Linked DNA regions of Bos taurus: region 2 is linked to region 1. The links are chromatin contacts, called in public Hi-C maps. All regions are on one chromosome and are shown on one strand. Each heading gives the region's core, a stretch centred on a gene start, on an enhancer-like site or on the middle of the called end of the contact. The rest is flanking DNA. Distances are from core to core; before and after follow the strand shown.

The links. A called contact is a pair of places that touch in the nucleus more often than the background predicts.
Region 2: a Hi-C map of liver shows a contact between it and region 1, with 3 times the contacts expected there. The contact joins two enhancer-like sites. A contact is called at or near these places in 2 of 11 Hi-C or Micro-C datasets (liver and skeletal muscle).

The regions. Positions count from the first base shown.
Region 1 is chr12:54,841,942-54,848,972 of ARS-UCD2.0, forward strand. All of the region lies in intron 3 of LOC104973609 (a long non-coding RNA gene), which reads left to right. Among named protein-coding and RNA genes, the nearest start is that of NDFIP2, 270 kb to the left of the region's middle. Within about 2 kb of position 2,565, at least 1 of the 102 cell types and tissues checked has an H3K27ac peak or open chromatin away from gene starts, as enhancers often do. A contact at or near this core is called in liver, where this site is marked.
Region 2 is chr12:55,169,621-55,176,651 of ARS-UCD2.0, forward strand. No RefSeq gene overlaps it. Among named protein-coding and RNA genes, the nearest start is that of TRNAW-CCA, 48 kb to the left of the region's middle. Within about 2 kb of position 4,496, at least 47 of the 102 cell types and tissues checked have an H3K27ac peak or open chromatin away from gene starts, as enhancers often do. A contact at or near this core is called in liver, where this site is marked.

The DNA.
Region 1 (7,031 bases), core at 1,315-3,814:
CCTTTTGAGACCTCTCTGTTTGGCTTGCAGATGTTGTCTTTTTCTGGTTCCTTGTCCCTCTGTCCCCACATGGTCTTTCCTTTGTGGGCAGACACCCTGGTGTCTCAGGTGTTTCAGAGTAGTGTCTCTTATGTGTCCAAATTTCCTTTTCTTATAAGGACACCAGTCAGATTGGATTAGGGCCCACCCGAATGGCCTCATTTTAACTGCATCATCTCTTTAAAAGCCCTGTCTCCCAATAGGGTTGAATTTGGGATACTGGGAATTGGGACTTCAACACTCCAAAATGGGAGGACCGGATTTAGCTTCTAACAGGGAGGCCAGTTGTATTTAGGAATATTGAAATGGACATCAGTCCAGAAGACTTTCCTTGTCTTCTGGTCTCCGAGTACAGAATACAGAGGAAGCACACGACATTGAGGACATTGATCCTTAACCATTTATCCAGCCCTTATAAAGAAACGGGTCCAAATGGTCATGATTGAGAGGATGCCCAAATCAAATGCCTTATGGTAGAATATTCAGCCCAGGAGGAATCTAGGAATTACTTAGTCTAAGCTCCTCACTTGACAAAGAAGCAAGATTCCAATTATGAAATGACTTAGCAAACATCATAAAATTGGTCAGTATGACCAAGGTAACATTTTTATAAAATATTGTGTGCTAACCATTGAGAATGTATATATATATATGTATATACATATTGGGTTGGCCAAAAAATTTGCTCATTCTGGTTTTCTGTAAGCTATTATGGAAAAACCCAAACGAACACTTTGGCCAGCCCTATACATATATATTTATGGATACATATGTGTATATATATATGTTCAATGAATAAATATAAATGTTTATATGCTTATGTGGAGAAGGCAATGGCAACCCACTCCAGTACTCTTGCCTGGAAAATCCCAAGGACAGAGGAGCCTGGTAGGCTGCAGTCCATGGGTCGCTAAGAGTCGGATATGACTGAGTGACTTCACTTTTACTTTTCACTTTCATGCATTGGAAAAAGAAATGGCAACCCACTCCAGTGTTCTTGCCTGGAGAATCCCAGGGATGAGGGAGCCTGGTGGGCTGCCGTCTATGGGGTTGCACAGATTCGGACACGACTGAAGTGACTTAGCAATATGCTTATGTGCATGTATAGATGATCTATAAAAATAAAATGTCTTCTAATCTTTAATATGACATTTGAAGGTGGTCATTTCTATCTCCATTTTACAGATACATAAAATCCTGAAGCTGAGATTTAAGTTTGAGTTGTTTTATGGATATAAATTTTTTCTTTTCTTTCAGCCTTAGGATGAAATTATACTATACTATAAATATTTATCACAGGGATGGCTAAAGTGTCTAGCCAAAAAGATTCAGACTCTCACATGCGATACATATTAATAGACACAATAGAAAATATCTCCTTGTCACTTATTTTCCATGATTGTATAGCCATGGCAGTCATAATTAAGTTTCAGTTAATTTGATTCATTTTGTTTCATTTGCTTGTTTCGTGAGTAAAGAGGTTGCTAAAGTTCCTGCCCCTCATGAGTTGGTTTAAAGAGATCATGGTTGATGAAATCAATGAAATTTGTCATTTCTAATGCAATTTTTCAGGGAACTGCATCAACAGTCAAAGGTTCTAACTGTGTTTTCCTATGAGGAAAACCCTCTAAAACCTAAAAACTTACTCTGTTGAACTGTGCCTTTGAAACTTACAAGCCTCTTCAGGTCCTACATCCTTCTCTTGAGACTGGACCTATAGGTGGCAGCAACTGTTAGCTATTGAGCTTGGGTGATATGGGCCAAACGTTCTCTTACAACACTTTGAATACTTTACATATTATCGAATACTTGAAAATGAAATTTTCTCTAGATAAGAAAGTGAAAGGTCAAACTTAAAGTATGACTGTTAATGATTTATACCCTAAAGTCAACAGTATATAGGTTAAAAAAGAGTGTAGTGGCTAAAAAAATTCGATATTTTAGAAGTTTGAGACATATTGATGGTTGGGTTCAATCTCCAAGATTTGTGACTGCTGGGGTCAGATTGGTTAGCCTTTGTTCTTCACTGCTTTGTGCAAAATGGGTTTTTGAACACACACTATTTTCCAATCACTTCTGTTCTTCATATCTCATGTAAGTTGAGATTGTAATTCACGCACCATCCGTTTACACAACGAATGTGACACAGAAGCATTGAATACAATTCATAGTTTTGCTAATAACAATGCATATAATACATATTTTAAGGGTAATTTTCAGGGAACACTCTACTGCCGTTTAGATTAGTTTATAGTAGCTTGTTTTGAAAGTTTGGATTTTTGTTAGTTTTCCTAGATGAGGGACACCTGAAATTCAACAGTGCCTTCAAGAATCAATTAGGTTCCGGGACAGCTGAGGCAACATGGACTTTAGCTGGTGATTGCTAAACTACATTTTGGGATGACTGATCACATCAATCACCTTTGTGGTTTATATAATCTGTGGCTCAATCCACTGGGAAATCATTAGCCACATTTCAGTCAACTGAACACATCCCTTGTGTTTCCTCATTCTCAAGACAATTTAAAATGATACCACTGTGTCCACTAGACCGCTGTGTGTGTGAGTGTGCTTAGTCGCTCGGTCATGTCTGACTCTTTGTGACCCCATGGACTGTAGCCCGCCAGGGTCCTCTGTCCATGAGGATTCACCAGGTAAGAATGTTGGAGTGGGTTGCCATGTCCTCCTCCAGGGCATCTTCTCAACCCAGGGATTGAACCCAGGTCTCCCACACTGCAGGCGTTTTCTTTACCATCTGAGCCACCAGGGAAGCCCACTAGACCTCTGTAACCATCTTAAAATATCATATAAACTAGAAGAGTAGCTGCTTCTAATACAGACCTTTGACCACTCAACCAAAACAAGTTTATTTGATTTAATAATTTTCAAAGGGGATATTTTTTGATGTTCATCATTTAGTGGGGCTTTTCTATTGTACGGAGAAAATGTCTAGTTTCCCTTTACTACAGTGACCCAATATGAAGAAGGAAAAAAAAAGTGGTATCACTTTGGGAACAAAAGTTTCAGTGCACGTCGACAGCAAGACTCACTGAATGAAAGCAGATGGCTAAAACATAGTTTGGGATCGATGCATCTATCCTATAGAAAAGCGAGGCATAGTCTTTATGTTACCTGGCAATATTCATCAATCTAGGGTTTGGAATAAGAAGGCTGAAATTGAAATTGAGTGTGAACAGTTGAACGTTGTTTGTACTGGAGCTTACCTAAGACAAAAATCAAAGCATTCGCTTCTTCCTGTGGGATCAGTCTGCAATTGATCTGTTAGAGATTTTTTCCCTTTTTTTTCTTTGTGTGTGTGTGTGTGCTGTATGAAGGGAAGAGGATATAGAACAGATACATAGACATTTATAACACAAATATATTACAGAGTCAAATCAGCTACAATCAGTGTATAATCCTGGGCAAAAGTTATTAGGTACCTCCAGAGAATGTGTTGGAAAGCAAAGCAGGAGGAAGAGTCCAACGCAAGGGCAGGGCTGGAAAAATGAAAGAAAGTGCTTCAATCAGATGGGCATTTTCTACAGAGAACTTCCTTGTTGTCCTTGCACTTGAAAATATCGTATACGGTATTGAATCCTTTAATCCTTATCTTTAAAGATAAGGATTTGTCCCGATGATTATTTTATTATTGCTGCAAAGCTCCTATAAAATGTAACAAGTCACAACTTATATTTACCTTTTAAAGGCTACTGCCTTTCTTCTTTCTGAATTCAAGTTTTATTATAATTAGGTAATGCTTGGTCTATTTCTATGCACAAAACAATATCTGGCAGAATTCCTACCTGATAAACAGTCAAGTTCCAGATTCATTCTGCCCTTAGCAACACTTAGGCTTCTCTTCTATCCTTGGATTTTGTCCTCATTATAAATTTCCTGTGTTTGGTGCATATTCAAGTTATTCTCCTTTCCCTTGAGTTGAGCGAACTGTGAACACATGATCCTGAAGGAAGTGTCCTAGAAGATTTTAGAAAGTAAATTATTTTTCCTGAGAAACTATTATTTTGAAGGAAAAACCAGAGTGCCTCCAGGAAGGCTAACTATCTTCCCAAAATAACCTTCTCCTCTGTGATTATTTTCTGAATTTCACATTTAAAACTCCCTTCCTACCCCCACACTTTTCCAACAAAGTCTATATAGTCAAAGCTATGGTTTTCCCAGTAATTGTGTACGGATGTGAGAGTTGGAACGAAAGAAGGCTAAGCACCAAAGAATTGATGCTTTCGTACTGTGGTGCTGGAGAAGACTCTTGAGAATCCCTTGGATGGCAGGTAGATTAAACCAGTCAATCCTAAAGGAAATCAACCCTGAATATTCATTAGAAGGACTAATGTTGAAGCTGAATCTCCAATATTTTGGCCACCTGATGTGAAGAGCCACCTCCTTGGAAAAGACCCTGATGCTGAGAAAGATTGAGAGCAGGAGGAGAAGGCGACCACAGAGGATGAGATCATTAGACAGCATCACCGACTTAAAGGACATGAACTTGAGCAAACTCCAGGAGATAGTGGAGGACAGGGAAGCATGGTATGGTACAGTCCATGGGGTTATAAAGAATCAGACACACCTTAGCAACTGAACAAAAACAACCCCCACTCAAACACAGACACACACACAGATTCAAATTAAGCTGTGATTAATAGTACTATGACATAAATTATTAGAGAAAAATGGCCAGAATAATTGACTAAGGCCAGTCCTTGCAGTCTCAGTTGTCTGTAATTGATTGTATAGCAACATGGTAATAATATCCAGGATATAAGCTCTCTGATGGCAGGATTCTCACTTGTTTTGTTCTTAGCAGTTTTGCCAACACCTCAACAGACCTTGGCAGCTAACAGTTGCTCAATAAATATTTGTTGAATGAGTGAATCATTAAAAAAAATTATTGGAATACATTGAATGGTTTTGCTATGTTACAATGTCTAGCTTTTCCCAGGTTAGAATTAAATACAGTTTCATCCAAATACCCTGTTACTCTGACTTCTAATTAAGTTCCATAATTTCCCAGGGACTTATTGAGTGTCTGTTTACTCATCAGTACTTGAGCACCATGACTGGATTATCAGCCTCTTTCTCTTCTCTTCAACATACCCCAGACCTACCTCTTCCTCAAGAAAGAATGCTTTCATATTTTCCTCTCTTTGGAGTACTCTAAGGCATTTCGAGGTTTTGCTGTCCACTTGAACAGTTGATAATCGTCCTTTGAAGTAGAGCTTTGAACAAGAGATAAGAAATAGTAATCTAACTGGTGCCTATGCTGATAGTCAAGAGGACCATCTTGCTATTTAAGCCACTGAAGATTATCAATCTCACTCAAAATTGGGTAGAAGCTGTAGTCTATAGCTTCTAATCCTCAACTTCTTTCTCTTCCTCTTCCTCCCTCTAGTATCCTTTGTTTTTCTGAAGTTACATCCCCATGTCTGTGGGATGTAAGTATAAAGGAGGGTGAGTGGCATTCTGTACCACCAGCCTTCTCATAGGCAGCATGGCCTGACATGAAGTGAAACCAGAGTGTAAACGCACATACTTTCCTTTCTGATCAAACAGTTTCAAACCAGACTCTCACACCAGAGTGTTCTTTAGGAAAAGTGTCAATAGTAGATATTGGGAGTATTTTTCTTGAGTGGGAGGGCATTTGACAGAACATACAGTTGTTGGTACTAAGATTTATTGTCTTACCTAGATATTTAACCCAGATCCCGGAGGCGACAATCCACTACTACTCAGAGTTTATTCTTGAATTCTTATGCTTTAACGAGGCTTGAGACATAAAGCAACTATACTGCAATAAAAATTAACTAATAAAAAATTAAAGAAGAAGGGAAACAGATAAGGAGGAAAAAAAAGTCTTGAGACTAATTCTCAGAAATGGGCTAAATAGCCACAGGAAAGTTTAAGTTGCCCTTAAAAGACTTAACCTTCCCTTCAATTGGTCTGCGTATTTTCCAAGAGAAGAATTAGTCAAAGAGCTCATTTAGAAACGTTTTCATTCTGTTGAGACTGGTTCAAACGCTTTCCCAAAGCTTCTTTCTAGACCAATCTGGATTTCCTGCCAAGAAACTGAGGTTCACGGCTCTTCTGTCTCCTGGGCTTTGGACATTAGCTATTGATCGCGTTCTGTGGTTTGCTCCCTGTTTTTGTCTCTGTGTTAAGCTTACTCACCTCCATAAATCCAAGTTATCTCACTCTATGAAGCTTCTTGGTCCACATTGCTCAGAAGCAGAGCCAGAGGGCAAGGCGGCTGCTGTCACATTGCTGGGGTGGAGGCTGGGGGCGCTCCCAGGGGCTCCCTAGGGTCTGCCCCTCTCTCCTTAAGGCAGCAGGTTCCCCAAATCAGACAATGTATTGTCACGTGGATTACACCGATTAGCTCTAAGTCAGTTAGGTAACATGAGCCCTTTCAATGGTGTCCTAGGATTCTGTCAGGTTGACTGTTCAAACACTGGTTTTTGGGATCCCCTCCAGCATTCCTTAATGTAATCCAGGCATGTTATTGCAGGTTTTATTTGAGAAGGGGCTACTTACTTGTCACTTGGAATATTTTCAGTTTTAAGTCAAAACCTTCTTAGTAAAAAAAAAAAAAAAAAAAAAGACATGAGAGAATATGGTGCAAATTGAGAGTGATTTGGGAAAGGCAGAAAAAGAAAACAAACAAAAACCCCACCCCAAATGCAGTAGTGTGCCAAATGCCAAACTTACATTAAGGGCATGTGTGTTCTGGGAATGAGGTTTCTGTTGTGTGTGTGTGTGTATGTGTGCGCGCGCACGCGTTTCCCTGTTGTACATAGAAATTGCAATAATTTTGCACTGCTTAGGATTTCATCTTTCCAAGGAACTACTAAGATCCTTAAAAAAAGAGGGATACAGGCAAAAGAGTTCTTCTCTGAGCTGCTTACAGAGCTTGGATATGGGCTTCTGTGTTCCCTTCCTGGGCAGGAGAAAGCTCTCTAGGCTCCAGGTGGATCCCCAAC
Region 2 (7,031 bases), core at 3,246-5,745, 330 kb after region 1:
GTGGTCCTAACTTTCCATATGTGTTTATCCTTTCTTTGCACTGTGTTTTTATACCCCATGAAGATTGATGGAGCCAACTTAGCTCTTGCCTGTCACGTTCTATGTCAAATAAGACAGTTTCAGCAGCAAGGATGGTTGTTGTTCAGTCACTCAGTCATGTCCCACTCTGCAAACCCACGGACTGTAGCATGTCAGGCTTCTCTGTTCTTCACCATCTCCCAGGGTTTGCTCAAACTTGTATCCATCAAGTCAGTAATGCCATCCAATCATCTCATCCTCTGTCGTCCCCTTCTCCTCCTGCCCCTAGTCTTTCCCAACATCAGTGGATTTTTCCAACGAGGATGGTATGCTAAGCTAAAACATGAGGGACTGCAAATATATTTTCAAAGACTAATCTTTCTTTTCTTTTTTCCTCCATAATCCACTGGAATGAGAAAGATAGTTTGATGGTTTATCCCCTTTATGCCATTTCCCTCCTTCCAAATGCCAGCCTCTAGGCTAAGGTTTAACAGTAAATGTGCAGATACTCTCTACAAATCTGGAGGACCCCATGATGGAGGTCTTCCTGGTGTCATTGAAATGTTCAGTTGAGTGTGTGCACACGTGCAGGGAGGGGTGCTGTACAAGGAAGTGAGTATAGTAGGGATTCAGCCATTCCCAGCACTCCTTTCCCCACAATCTGCTTTTCAAGTCCATTACTTTGTCATAGGAACAGACCCCTGTTCCCTCCCATCCTGAAGCACTAGGCTTAAAACTATGCAAAGGAAATTTTGCTTAAGGGAAACAGTTTAAATGAATTGGTTTAATATTAGCAAAAATATTATTTCTGTAATAAAAACATATGCATATAGTGAAGTTGGGTCAGTCAAACTCAAGAACTATAGGATCACAGGCAGAGCAACTGGCACAAACTTGGCCACAGAGTAAGTCTTCAATAAATAGTGAGTCTCACTGTGGTGTTCTCTGGCCCCTGGGTCTCACTTCTTTCACCTCTCATCCAAGGCCCCTCAGGTCCTCTGCTCCGGTAAAGGAAGTGGGGTTTGACCATGCAGAAATAGAACTGGGTCATACCACCCAGAAACAGTGATAGCAATAATTGGGGAAACTGGGAAGTGAGTGTTCATTCACTGTTGCTGTTGTTCAGTTGCTAAGTCATGTCTGACTCTTTTGCAACCCCATGGACTGTAAGCCCGCCAAGCTCCTCTGTCCGTGGGATTTTCCAGGCAAGAATACTGGAATGGATTGCCATTTCCTTCTCCAGGGAATTTTATCAGACTAGGGATTGAACCCGTGTCTCTTTCATGGGCAGGCAGATTCTTTACTGCTGAGCCACCAGGGAAGCCTGTTCACTCATTAGGAGAAGAAAAATAAGAGGGCTGATGGGAACTTCAGATTATGGTACTAAAACAATATCATCACTTATTGCTTGACTTTCTTTGCTCACTCAATGATAAAACATTTTCATAGTTCTTAAGAAATTCCAATTTTGAATTTTTAGGAGAAAAAAATATGGTATATTTAGTTAAATTTACCTTTAGAATTTCTATTAGAATTCTGCCTGTGATTGGATTTTACTTTCTAGTTTTATATTTCAATATTGTAGGATATGCTACTGAAAGCATCTTTGTCTGTAAAAAAAAAAAAGTGAATAATTCTCCTTTGTAATTGTTAAATTTGAGATGGCCGACCTTCACACTTTAATGATTATACGTGTTTGGTTTATTACTTGATAAAATGAGGATAACAATACTTATCCCCCCAAAGTGTTGTAAGGATTAATTACTTAAGCAAATGTAAAGCTTGGAAAATACATTCGGAACATATTTAGTATGTGCTAAATAAATGTTCACTCATTTCCATCTTCATGCAGTGGTTACTCAACATAAATGTTTTTACTAACAGCAAATGATTTTTAAAAATAGAGATACATTAAATGTTTATTCAAATCTGTATCCAGATTGTTGGTTTCTTTATCTTGTAGACTTCCCTATAGCTGAGAGCTGCCATTCACTTAAGAAGAAATCTTTAAGAGAGGGACAACAGGGCTTCTCTGCTGGCTCAGTAGTTAATGATCCACTTGCCAAAGCAGGTTCGATCCCTGATCCAGGAAGATCCTACGTGTCACAGAGCAACTAAGCCCATGCACTGCAACCACTGACCCTGTACTCTAGAGCCAGAGAGCCGAGATTATTGATCCCATGTGCTGCAACGACAGAAGCCCTCACCACCGACAGCCCTTGCTCCGCTGCACACTGCATCTAGAGAGTAGCCCCTGATCGCCGCAACTAGAGAAAAGCCCACACAGCAACAAAGACCCAGCATGGCCAAAAATAAACAAATAAAATTAAATACATAAAATCTTTAAAAAATAGAGAGAGACTACACTAAAATATAGTATTTTACAAGTACAACATACCTCAGTATTTAGGATTTTCTTTCTCAGTAAGTTCTGACTAACTATAATGAAAGGCTATTAACATTCGGACTTTGCAAAGAGAAACAGCTTTCAAAACTATCTTCTAAACTATCCTTCTAAATTATATCTATTCTGGGGCAAGGCAAGAATCTAGGTACAACTGTACTTTCTTCTAAAAGGAAACTATTTTCTGTCCTTTATTCTGGGGCAAGGCAAGAATCTAGGTACAACTGTACTTTCTTCTAAAAGGAAACTATTTTCTGTCCTTTCTCTGAAGTCTCATAGGAATCAATACTAAAGTCAATTTGTTGCTGCTGCTAAATCGCTTCAGTCGTGTCCAACTCTGTGCGACCCCATAGACTCCCCCATCCCTGGGATTCTCCAGGCAAGAACACTGGAGTGGGTTGCCATTTCCTTCTCCAATGCAGAACAGTGAAAAGTGAAAGTGAAGTCGCTCAGTCGTGTCCGACTCCCAGTGACCCCATGGACTGCAGCCCACCAGGCTCCTCCGTCCATGGGATTTTCCAGGCAAGAGTACTGGAGTGGGGTGCCATTGCCTTCTCCAAAGTCAATTTAGAGGAACCCTATTTGGAAACAGGTTGAGTCCCTTGCTCTGGGAACAGGCAGTAGTCTCTTCCACCCCAAGGGATGGGGCGACCTCAGTGTTTTAACCCTTAGTGCAAATTGTTCTAGGAACAAGGAGAGGACATACCTTATACCAGAAGGCGTGCTGAATATTTTAAGTGAATTCAGTGCCATATTTCTACATAGACACTCACAACATAACTTCTATTCTGGATTAAATAGAAGAAAGGCAGAGGCATTGTTGGTGAGACACAGTAGAGTTACTGTTCAGGATGTATAATGGTTCTAGGGCTGGTTGGGAGAAAATGTGTCCAGTTTCTGGACCCAGAACAGATAATGGTCATAAAAAGTAATTTCAGATGTCCCACATAAACAAAAGGCATCTAAACGCAGGTACTGTAGGGAATGTGGGTGAGAAAGGGTGAACATAGAAGTCATGCCTTCACTTTTTAATTCATCTTAACATCCAAAAGTGGTTAGTCAATAAGGGCTCATGCTTTTGGACAGGGCATTAGCAGGTTAAGTATATTGTAAGTTAAGAGATCAAGACCAAGTCTCTTCTAATTCTGCAGAAAATTCAATGGTGAGAATATTCATTTTTAAACACAAAAGTTAATGGGTAGTCCATGAGAATAATAGCATAGAATTTTCTCTTCCATTTTTATTAGAAACAGATCAAGTAAAATTTTTAATAAAAATGCCTCAAAAATAGAGCAAATGTTGCTTTTAGCACAAGTTTATGCCTTTCCCAAACTGCCCTATGTTAATTAAAGTTGCAAAAAGAAGTTCTTCGCAGTTTTAAAATTATGTATAAGGAAAGATTGAATAACAGGATGGGGCCATCATTATGCTAAAATGGTGGCTGAAAATAGTAAGAAACAAAACTCCACATATGCTTAAGGTCTCAACAATCTATTTTTAAAGATGCTGGAAGAAAATTTACAAAGTGTTCATAATGGTTGCCTTCAAATGGTGGTATCATGGTTGAATTTTTCCAGCTTTATAGCTCTATTTCTGTAGTTCGTATAATCTACATGTTTTATTTTTACAGTCCTTGGGGGAATAAAACAAACGTCCTATGATATCATAATATAGAAATATCATACGCATATTTCAGTTTCCTTAGTGGTGACGTTTACATCCTGAGGCTCTGGCAGCATTCTTTTTCTTTTTTCCTTGCTAAATTAATCAAATCACGCCAAGATATTTTTTATTTCTAAACTCTCAATGAGAGTTTAACTTTGAAACAAGGAACTCTATTTTTTTCCCCCTCTTTGCCGAACACAGCGTCTGTACTTTTTCTGGAATCTAAATGAGATGCCTTCAACCAACTAATCTCAAAGGCGGGAGAACAAGAGCCTCCATAGAGCTCCTGGGCAGCACAGTCACTGTTACTTTAAGAGTAGCATTCGCCTCCCCCTCACACCCACAGACTCTCTTTGCACAGCAAGTGCCAAGCAGTGACATCTACTATAGTTTCTAGGACACGATGGCCTCTGCTATACAGAGGGGGGAAAAGGGAGGGAAAGAAGGCGGGTGGTGAGGGAGAGAGAGCACAAATCCAGCTATGTTCCCAGAGGATGAGTCACTTCCTCCCAATAATCCTGAGATGCTGTTTATGGCTATGCTGCTGATAGGCTGCCCGGCTGGGTTTCTCAGCAGACCTGCGGGCGGCGGCCGCCCCCCTTGGCTGTCCATTAATCACCAGAGGCTGTACCCGCTGCACACAGAGTGGGAGTTCTGCCTACGAGTGGCCTCTAGCTGTCTCCAGCTCAATGAAATGACCCTGTGTGAAAACTTGTTTTATGAGAGATTGGTTTATTTGTAACTAAACTACTTCCTCCGTTATTTGATAAGCTCAAATATTTGCTACTGATAGTCTGAGAGTGCCACATTTATTATCCTATTTCAGTGGTTGCCTAACTCCTTTGGAACGGACTCCCTTAACCCTTTGAGGGACGGTAGGAACTTTTAATGGACCAGTTTCTATTTGCTTCCAGCAAAGCCAGGGCCATTTTGCAGGCAATCGGTGTGGATCGACTATGACACGGGGATCAAAGAGAGGTCATACTTTTCCCAACAAAAACACAGACAACTGTAGAAACAGGGGGTCCTGGGGGTAGGGGTTTCTGAAGACACCTTAAAAAGGAAGGAAAAGTATTCTAACTCACTGATGGAAATCTAAGATGTCCTGTGCAGACAGGTTTTTATTTTTTAATTTTTTATTTTATATTGCCAATTAACAATGTTGTGATAGTTTCAGGTGAACAGTGAAAGGATTCGGCCATACATGTGCATGTATCCATTCTCCCCCAAACTCCCTTCCCATCTTGGCTGCCACATGACATTGAGCAGAGTTCCCTGTGCTGTACAAGATGGGTGTTTCTTAAGTCGGAAATTATAAGTGTGTTGTGATGACTTTCTGTCTTTTCTTAGACCCCCAAAATATCATGTGTGCAGGGCTTGCTGTCTGCAAACCCACTGCATTCTGGATTTTGAAATTTGGCCTTTTGGAGTCTGAGCTCATTTGCATTTGGCAGAACTTGATTTCCTGCTTCTACAGAAGGGGGGCGGTGGTGAAAGCCTTCACAGTCCTGCCTCAAAGGGCTCAAAGGGCTTTCGGAACATATTAAACTATGTTTCCAAGAGTTCAATGAACCAGAATGAGGCAGATTTCATTGGAAATGAAAAAGAAATACAGGCTTTGTTACATGCAATACACTTGGAAAAAAACCTAAATTGAAATCTCTCTCCTGACAAACACGTTGAGGCTGTTTTTCAGTTTTCTTGCTCTCCGGTCGGCTACACAGAGCCCTCAGTGAATGCAGAAGAGGCTACGGAAATAACCACTTATGTGTGGCAAAATGTTCCAGCCTTGCAGAGATTTTCCCAAAATCATTAGACCCACCAAAACGCTTTCCATTGGCCAGGCCCACACCTTCCTCATCAGATTTTCCACACTTCCCCAGACTCCAAGGACTGTCCATCTGTATTTGCTCAGAGAGCCAGTCATTGGTAGCCAAAAATGTAACCGAGTTTACTCTCATAAACCAGAGATCTTCTTGACTGTCAACCAGAAAAGAAAAAGAAAGAAAGAAAAAAAAAAAAGAGTTTACTTCTTACCTCATTTCAGGAAGGTCAGCATGTGAACGTCCTCACATTCCCGCCCCTGAAAAAAAGGAGCTGAATTTAGGGCAGCTACTCTCTGAGGGTGAAGAGAGGTGAACACGAAGAGGGCCAGCCAGATCTGCTCCGCTGTGACGGTGAATGGCGAGGGGGTCAAGGGTTAATTGATGGATCCCACCTCTGGTCACTTTTCGGCCCAGTTCTCAGCAGGTGGCCTCCCGGTGTCACTGCCCCAACTGCCCATCAGCGGAACAAAGACTGGCCCAGAGGGAGGGTCTGAATTGTCATCTGCGGTGGATTTGTATTCAAAAACAGTCAACTACTGCATTGAATAGATTTTTATATTTCAGTGCTCTCATCTTTTCCTTCATTTTGTTATTGTTTGTAGGTTTTTTTATGGTGGTAGAAAACACAGGAGCTCTACCCTCTTAAGTGTACAGTACAGTACTGTTAATAATAAGCATCAGGCTTTACAGCCTGTCTCCAAAACTTTTGAGGACTGAGAATCTTTACCCTTTGAACAGCAAGCAACTCCTACTTCCCCTCCCCTGCCCCTGACAACCATCCTCCTATGTTCTGTTTCAATAAGGCTGACCGTTCTCGGTACCTCATGTAAGTAGAATCTTGTGGTAATTGTCTTTCTGTGACTGGTTTATTTTCTTAGCATGATGTCCTCTAGGTTCATCCATGGTGTGGCATATGGCAGAATTTCTTTCTTTTTGTGGCTGAATAATATTTCATGTATATATGTACATTTATGTGCTGAGACACTCAGTCGTGTCCGACTCTGTGGGACCCCATGGACTGTAGCCCACCAGGTTCCTCTGTCCGTGGAATTTTCCAGGCAAGAATACTGGAGTGGGTTGCTCTTTCCTCCTTCAGGGGATCTGCTGTTTCCTCCTTC